2 separate regions of the Sus scrofa genome follow, and region 1 is linked to region 2. A link is a contact called in public Hi-C data. All regions are on one chromosome and are shown on one strand. Each heading gives the region's core, a stretch centred on a gene start, on an enhancer-like site or on the middle of the called end of the contact. The rest is flanking DNA. Distances are from core to core; before and after follow the strand shown.

Evidence for each region. Hi-C and Micro-C count contacts between places; a contact is called where the count stands out from the background.
Region 1: a Hi-C map of embryonic fibroblasts shows a contact between it and region 2, with 2.9 times the contacts expected there. The contact joins two enhancer-like sites. A contact is called at or near these places in 2 of 47 Hi-C or Micro-C datasets (embryonic fibroblasts and mesenchymal stem cells) and 1 of 2 datasets of contacts at active chromatin or transcription factors (skeletal muscle).

The regions. Positions count from the first base shown.
Region 1 is chr13:131,286,550-131,290,970 of Sscrofa11.1, reverse strand. No RefSeq gene overlaps it. Among named protein-coding and RNA genes, the nearest start is that of CPN2, 49 kb to the left of the region's middle. Within about 2 kb of position 1,575, at least 52 of the 83 cell types and tissues checked have an H3K27ac peak or open chromatin away from gene starts, as enhancers often do. A contact at or near this core is called in embryonic fibroblasts and skeletal muscle, where this site is marked.
Region 2 is chr13:130,781,784-130,786,089 of Sscrofa11.1, reverse strand. No RefSeq gene overlaps it. Among named protein-coding and RNA genes, the nearest start is that of OPA1, 160 kb to the right of the region's middle. Within about 2 kb of position 1,624, at least 23 of the 83 cell types and tissues checked have an H3K27ac peak or open chromatin away from gene starts, as enhancers often do. A contact at or near this core is called in embryonic fibroblasts and skeletal muscle, where this site is marked.

The DNA of each region.
Region 1 (4,421 bases), core at 326-2,825, 500 kb before region 2:
CTAAACACCTCAACATCTTTGGGCAGTTTTAAAGTCTGTTTTAGGAGTTCCTTTCATGGCTCAGTGGTTAACAAACCCAAAAAAAGACTGCGGTCCATGAGGATGCGGGTAAGATCCCTGACCTTGCTCAGTGGGTTAAGGATCGGGTGTTTCCATGAGCTGTGGTATGGGTCGTAGACACGGCTTGGATCCCACGTTGCTGTGGCTGTGGTGTAGGCCGGCTATTGTAGCTCCCATTCGACCCCTAGCCTGGGAACCTCTATATGCTGCGAGTGCAGCCCTAAAAAGCAAAAAAAAAAAAGGTCTGTTTTAGTCTCAACTAGGCGTTTCATTAACTGGGTATCTAAATTCCCAGACTGTTCCGTGGGTTCCTGTTTCTTTTTAATAATTGAAAAAATGTTCACCATTAGCTCATGATCACTGTAGGAAAAATAGGGAGGAAATGTAAATAAAAGGAAAATATAAAAATAACAAAAGACATATATATATGTGTGTGTGTGTGTATATATATATATATATATTTATGCATCAGAGCAGGCAGTACATCTAGACCAATTATTAGGCAGGTCTGCTAGAAATCAGTCCAGCAAGGAAAAGATGGTGTGTTCCAGAAACGCCCATCTAATGCTTTTCCTGTGTCCTTTGGGGACTTTAAGGCAACAGCTGGTGTTCCTTGAATGATGGGCATCACTGGTGCCCAGTATGCACAGCGAGGAGGAGCAGGAGTGTACTAACCTGTCTGAAGGGACAAGGTGACCCCTCTTCTACATTTTCCCTCATTGCTTCCTGGGGTGGTGCTGATCAGGCTGTGGGCTGGGATCTGGGTGAGGTTTTCTGATCCCCAGCTCCAGGTGCTGTTTGCTCCTCTGCTCATCACCCAGGTGAGAAGGAATGGCCTTCTGTTGGGATGGTGGACAGGATGCATAGCTCTCCCCAGCTGCCTGTGGGTTAGTGCTTCCCACCTGTTCTGCCCGGGCTGGTGGTCCGATGTTGTCACCAGCCCTCTGGGTAGGCACCAATAGAAGCAGCCTTCTACCAGGGCAGCACTGAAAAACTGGAGTGGTTCTTTGGTCCTTTGGGAATTTCCCCTGTGTGGCTGTGCTGTTATTCTAATGGTGAATGTTCTTTCACCCATGTCCTGTGGGGTGCTAGCCAGATCCCCTGCAAGAAAGGAGAGTGGCAATGATTCATTCTGGAATTGCCCTTCCTGCCACCCATGAAGATCTGTCTATTCTCATTACCTCTGGCTTCCCACAAAATGGTCCATTTGGCTTGTCTGCCGGCCGTAGGCATCACAGCGTCTTGGAATGCCTCTGGGCCATTCTCCAAAGACTCTGGATTTGACTCTGAGGGAGCGCCTGCCTAAAGGGCTTGTCACAGGCTCCGGAGGTCCCTCTGAAGAAGGGCTTGGTGGGGGAGAGGGGGAGCAGCAGGATAGGGAGGCTGCAGCAAGCATTCTTTCAGGGGAAGGAGCCTGCAGTTTGTTACCGCACCCCCCACCCCTCCCGCCCCGTCACTTCAGAGGCACTTTCCAAAGCAGCTGCCCTTAGGTGCTGTTGGTTCCACGCTCTAATGACACTATAATCAGGATTTCATCACCACCTACTACAGAGAGAATTGCAGACATTACTACTCACCCTCAAAACGGCCTCTCTCCATTTTTGCGTAACAAGAGGCCCAGAGAGTATGTCTGAGGTCACACTAATGTCTACTTTGCGTCAAAATCTTGGCCCTGGGATGGCCCACTCCCGGTTGTGGTCTGCCCAGGCTGTTTAGCCTGGCCGATGGCAGAGGAGAGCGGTCAGGCAAGAGTTAGGGCCCGGATCTTTTAAACGTGGCCCCTTCAAGGCGGTTTAGGCCAATTCCTTCCCTCTCCTTCAAGCCGGGAGAGCTTCCCCACTGGGAAAAGGACGCTGGGGTGGGCGCATTTCCTGGGGCAGGAGGCTCCTGCGAGCCCGGAGCTCCGGCTGGGTGTGGGGGCCGGGGAGGAGAGGAGCGAGCGGGAGGGCTGGGGAGTGGGGCGGGGCCGCGGGTGGCCGCGGCGGGGCGGACTCGGGGCGGGCCGGCTGGTGTGGCCGAGGAGCCGGTAATGAAGCCGGGAGCCAGGGCCCCCTTTGTTCCCGGGAAACCCTTTAAAAAGCCCCTTCCTCAGTCCCCGTGCGGGCCGGTGGCGACGAAGGCCGGCGGCGCCGAGGGCCGAGCGGAACGCCCCTTTTCGAGAGGCCTTTCCAGCCGCCTTGCCGGGCTGGAGCCTCCGCACGCAGCGAGGGCCGCGGCTCCGCACGCAAGGCGCGCGCTGCCCAGAGGGGCCCGGGGGCCAACTTTAAAACGACAAAGACGAAAACTGCTCTCCGACGCAGGAAGGCGCAAATGCCTCTGGGTCCTGGGCAGCTGGCCGAATAGGCTTCCCAGTCCCAGGTCTGGCACCAGGGGACTGAGGCGCTTGCGCCACTGAAAGCCGGCGCCTCGCCGCGTGGTCCTCAGTGCCACTATGGCACATTCCTGGCCTTTGCAATTATTGGGAAATGGGAGGATCTTTTTTTTCCCCCCTTACATTCCCCCTTCCCCCTCCCTTGTTTTTCTTCCAGGCTTGAAATTATCTACTTTAGCAGTTCAAAAGACATTCCATTCCCATGACAAAAGCAGAAACGTGATGTTGGCATACCATGGCCCTCTTTTTTATGGGGAGATTCAGGCAATAAATCATAATGAATGAAAATTTAAAATAGCATTTCTTTATCTTTTAATGGTGTACTTTGTTTATTTTTAAGTGCTGCTACCAGATCTGTTTCTTGACATTTCTCAAAAAGAACCCATTTGAGATGCTGAGCTAACAATAGTTAATTTTATTCCTTTAAAATATTCCTAAAGAAAATGGATTGGGGAGATTCGTTTTGAACTCCCTCTCGGCTCTAAAATTCCTTAATTTGGGAGTTCCTATAGTGGCTCAGTGGTAAGGAACCCAACTAGTATCCCTGAGAACGTGGGGTTTGATCCCTGGCCTTGGTCAGTAGGTTAAGGATCCGCCATTGCCATGAGCTGTGGTGTAGGCTGGCAGCTACAGTCCCAGTTTGACCCCCTGGCCTGGGAACTTCTATGTGCCATGGGTGCAGCCCTAAAAAAAAAAAAAAAAAAGAAGGAGGAGAAAAAAAAAAAAAAAATGTCCTTAAGTCTATCTGTGAACAAAGGCTGAGAAAACATTTTAAAACAGAATGGAACGTTCACCATGGTGACTGATCCATCTGTTTATCTCATCCATCCACCCATCCATCCATCCACCCATCCATCCATCCAGTTCTGTTCAATGCTCTCTTTCCCTCCTTTGGCAGATCTGAACCTTACATCTGTTCTAGAAGCGATGACATATATGCATTTGCTCACCCAAGGCAGACTCACATGGGTGTATGTATGCCAGAGTATCTGGAAATGGTTGATCAAAACCACTATCAATAATGTGCAGTCCGGAGTTCCCGTCGTGGCGCAGCTGAAATGAATTCGACTAGGAACCATGAGGTTGCAGGTTCGATCCCTGGCCTTGGTCAGTGGGTTAAGGATCCGGCGTTACCATGAGCTGTGGTGTAGGCTGCAGACGTGGCTCGGATCTGGCTTTCCGTGGCTGTAGTGTAGGCAGGCAGCGACAGCTCCGGTTAGACCCCTTAGCCTGGGAACTTCCATATGCTGAGGGTGTGGCCCTATAAATACAAAAGAAAAAAAAAGTGTAGTCCAATGAGACACTAAACTGGATAAAAGTGAAAGGGGATTATTTCCCCAAGAGAACAAAATACTTTAAGTATTTGAACCCACTTTTAAACAAAAAGTCTCAGGCTTTCTTTCCTAAATGTGTTGCAGTTTATAGCCAGGCTAGAGGACGGAAGGATATCTTCCTAAGTAATTGTTTCCAGTAGATGTTATTTTTGGTCTCTCAAATCATGACTCTGGTATGTCACATTGCACAGGTATTTTTCACAGCTCACTGAGTCTGATGGGTCTGAGAGTATTCAAGGATGCCCCAGAAAGGAGCCCAGGGCCATGGCGATTAGTGAGCTTCTGTACAAAGCCTGGTAGAAGGGACAATGGGCCAATTACCAGCAAAGCCTGCGGTCTCCCTTGGAGAGGTTAAGGAGGAGAGCACATGGCCTTTGAGCTAGCGTGTCATCTGTCCTGGGGCTTAATCAAGTTATCATATCACCCCGGTGTCTCTAGGCCTCCATCCATCGATTTGAATGAAGACAAAAATTTGCAGACAAATTTCTAGCAGCAGGAAGTTGGTGCTCTCCTGCGAGGCTGGATGAAAAGCACCTGTAACCTTGTCGGCCTCCTCCAGCTCCCGCTGGGAGTTGCTTCGGCCTGCAGCCTGCTGACTTCAGAGCCTGCCTGTCAGCAGGAGCTAGGACTCCGGGTGGAGGGGCGGGGGGCGGATG
Region 2 (4,306 bases), core at 375-2,874:
TCGAATCAGAGCTACAGCTGCTGACCTGAGCCACAGCCACAACAATGCCAGATCCAAGCCGCATCTGTGACCTACACCACAGCTTATTGCAATGCCAGATCCTTAACTCACTGAGCAAGGCCAGGGATTAAACACGAATCCTCCTGGATACTAGTCAGGTTTGTTAACTGCTGAGCCATGAAGGGAACTCCCATTTTGTACTTTTGAATTTTAAACCATGGGAATGTATTATACCTATTTACAAAAAAAAAAAAAAAAAAAAAAGTCACAAGACCTAATGCTTCCTATATTCCAAGTGGCAGGGTTAGTGGCTCAGAGGCCTGGGAGGAGGCGAACAGGAAGAAGAAGGCACTGTCTCCACCATCCTGGCTGATGGTTTGACGCCCGTGGACCTCCGACTGGGCACCTCCTGCTGTCCAGTGCCCTCCTAGGGGCCAAGGCCTTGTGTGTCCAGGAGTCAAGGTTCATGTTAGCTCTTCAAGCAAACAAAACAAAACAAAAAACAAAACAAAACAAAACAAGTACATCAGTTGCTAGCTGGTTGTAATGCCCTCCAAGCCAAGTAACAAGGCTTATGTCTGGGAACGTCTCTGTAGAAGGATGCCGCTCAATCGGAGGGCTTCCCAGAAGCTGGCCAGGGTGGACTGGGGGGCATGAGCTGGGCGTGGGGTGGCAGAGGGGAGGCAGGGAGTGTTGAAGACCTGAGCATATAACCTGGGGAGGAGAGGGCTTTTGGAGCCAGGACCCTGTCTCCAGCGTGTGAAGGGAAGCCGGAGGCCAGGCAAGATGCAAGCCCATGCAGAACATGTGTCCTGAGCAGGCTACACACCTCTTACTCAGAACTGTCTTTCCTCATCCACAAGGGGACGATAACACCTATGACAGCAATATCCCCAGGCTTTTCTTTCTTTCTTTTTTTGTCTTTTTTTTCAGGGCCACACCCACGGCATATGGAGGTTCCCAGACTAGGGTTCTAATCAGAACTGTAGCCGTCAGCCTACGCCAGAGCCACAGTGATGCCAGATCTGAGCTGCACCTGAGACCTACTCCACAACTCACGGCAATGCCAGATCCTTAACCCACTGAGCGAGGCCAGGGATTGAACCCGCAACCTCATGGTTCCTAGTCGGATTTATTTCCACCACGCCACGTCGGGAACTCCTCCCCGGGCTTTTCTGGATGGCGACACAACATACGCAGGATGGCTAGCACCTTGTGGGGACTTTGCAGAGATTCCTGTGTCCCTTCTCTACCACATGAATTTCCTGTCCTGCGTCTCTCCGGTGGGTGAAAGCTGTCAGAAAATGGACTTGGGTTCCTATTAGGCAAGACTTTCCTACAGACGGAACTGTTCCAGGAGACAGCAAATCTCCATAGACAGAGTGGCCATATGGTACTTCCTAGGGAAAATCCAGGAGGCTCTGCCTTTGATGTCTCAAAACTTCCACAAGGAGGTGGGATCGGAAAGCCCTGCACCCTTCCCCACTAGCTCCTCTCTGGTCCTGTCCCTCCTCCAGCCAGCCTGGTCCCAGAAAGGCTCAATTAAGAAGGCATTTCCAGGCCTCTCTGAGGCTGGCACCACCACATTTTTTGCATTCTCTCCTCTGATGCATGTCTCTGTGTGTGTGTGTATCTCACCTACCCCAGGAGTCCTGTGACCCCACCTAAGAGGGAGTTTCTCCTTTGACCTCATTGTTCCAGCTGGTAGAATTTTCTCCAGGCTCTGGAAAGAATTGTCTTTGCTGAGCCCAGACTCTCCAGGACTTGTGAGCATGCCCTGTTCTGGACTCGTGGGGATTCGGGGATGAGTGGGACCTGGCCCCCAGCCTGGGGTAACCACCATCATATGCAAGTGACGTGTACTTGTGCAAGTTGCTCTCACCCTGGGAGAGTTGATTGATGCCCGAGGGCTGGAGCGCCAGAGGCCCAAGGAGGCAGCTAGTGATTAATTCTGACACCAGGCGCACAGGTCAGCCACAGCTTCACACAGTTGGTGAGGTTGAAACTGGGGTTCAGGGATGAGTCAGGGGATTGGGAGTGGGAGGAATGCCCAGGATTTCGAAGCTCTCGTTGGCTTCATTTTTGGTCTGTGAATCCTTTTGTTCTCTTGGGTTTTCACACCAGTGAAAGCATTTCCCTTCCAGGGTGTGACCCGTCCTGGCTTCAGACACCCCTTTGGGTGGAACCTTGCAGGAAGGACTCGTCTGGCCGCCAGAGTTGGACCAGATGCTGCCCCCCGCCCCCGGCCCCGAGAAGCCGCCCCCCCTTCCCTTTTCCTCTCTCCCCTCTAGTGCCCCGTCTGGGGAAACTTATCCAAGTTCCAAATAGTAAATTTAAGTCCTTGGCAGCCCTCCCACAGATGACTCCCAAATTATCCCATTCCAAGCCTGGGGGTGGGGAGGCCAGGAGTTCAGGCCTGAGGATGTGGCTGGTGGTCTGAGAGCTCCGTGCGCCATCTGCTGGCAGAAACCAGTAGCCAGCCTGGAGTGGGAGGCAGGGGAGAGCCTGTTGGTTGGTTGGTTTCATTTTAATTTAATTTTTATTTTATACTGGAGTAGAGATGAGTTACAATGCTGTGTTAGTTTCAGGGGTACAGCAAAATGCTTCCGTTATACATATACACATACCCATTCTTTTTTGTATTTTTTTTCCCATGGAGGTTATTACCAAATAATGAGTAGAGCTCCTTGTGCTATATAGCAGGTCCTGGTTGATGATCTATTTTATGTATAGTAGTGTGTATATGTTAATGGAAAAATCTGAATTGACCCTTCCCCTCAACGTTTCCCCTTTGGTAACCATAAATTATTTCCTGTGTGGGTGAGTCCATTTCTGTTGTCGCCTTAAAAAAATGCACAGCCTGAACGTTGAGGGTTACGTTCTATTTGGGGCAAAATTCGGGCTTAAGCCCGGGAGACAGCATCTCAGGTAGCCCTGAGAAAACTGCTCCAAGGAAGTGAGTGGGAAGCTAGGATATATAGGATAAAGGTCAAGGGGGAGGTGCCTGCAGCCGTGCACACATTTTCTAAAATTTGCTGCTGGTCTCCTGAAGGTTACCACTAGTCACACCGAACAGACATCACCATGAAGGATTTTAGTGTTTTTCCATCTAGAAAGATAGAGGAGATGCAAGAAGTGGGCTCCTAAAAATATCTAAGTATCTGAAGACCTGTTCTTCCAGTTTTCCCAGAGCACAGAGTACCTTACTCCTGAGCTCCGCTCAGGGGCTGTTGTGGGTCGGCGGCTGCAGTGGCTCGTGACTTAATCCATGTAGACTGTGATGGCAAGTGCCAAACTCCAGTTCACACTGTTTTGTAAATAACTTCATTTGTATCATTTTTTTAGATTCCACCAGCCCTGGTTGCGCATCTCTGACAGAGAAGGCAATGCACCATCTAACTGACAAAGTCAGAAAAGGGAGAAGTAAGGCGCGCGTGTGCATGTGTGCGTGCACGTGTATGTGCCACGTCGGTGCCTGTGTGGATTCCTCCACGGCCACTGCCTGCAGCCAGGCTGTGGGTAATTTGGGAGGTGTGTTGGGATGGCGTGCATGCTTCTGTTATAGTTCCCTAGGGTGAGTCTACGAGTCTGTCTCCAGAGTAAAAAGACAGTAAATAAGAAAGTAATCAGGCCCAGATGTATCCCTCCAAGGGAAGTTTCCAGATGTCCTCTCATTAATCCTCAGTCCAAACCACGGGTGACGTGTGAGACTCCGTTGATTGCCTTTTCAGTCGGGGAGAGTGAGACACACAGCACGATCGGGACCCAGAGTGAGAACACTGGGCTTTACTACAAGCACCCAATGACCTGGTGATAAAGACCTTACAAGTCATTTAGTCCATCCCTGCCGTTTCGCAGAGGAAGAGCCATGAATTCAATGGTGGAGGAGCAAGAGAGAGCGTTCCCAGGAGGTTCCCTTTAAAGTCCTTCTCACCAGGAGTTCTGAGGGAAAAATCCCCAGCCCAGCCCCCTGGGTGTGCCAGGAGGATCCCAGGCAACTGCTCCCCTGCCCCGCCCCACCTCTGCCTCACCTCTTCTCTATTTATATTCCTGAAAGAATTTCCTGACCCGTAAATCTTGAGAGATTTATTATTTCCTGTGGCAGGCATCCCCTTCCTTGGAAAAATGTGGCTTGCCAGTTGCAGATTCAGAACCACAGTGGGGTCACAGCTCCCAAACGGCAGTGGCATTTCTCCTGGAAGCCTTCCATTGTCCCCTGTGGGGCTCCCAAGGACACTACTCACTCTTCCTGGCTTCCAATTAATGCTGCGGGAACAGGTTGGAAGAGCAGCCAAAAGTCCCAGGA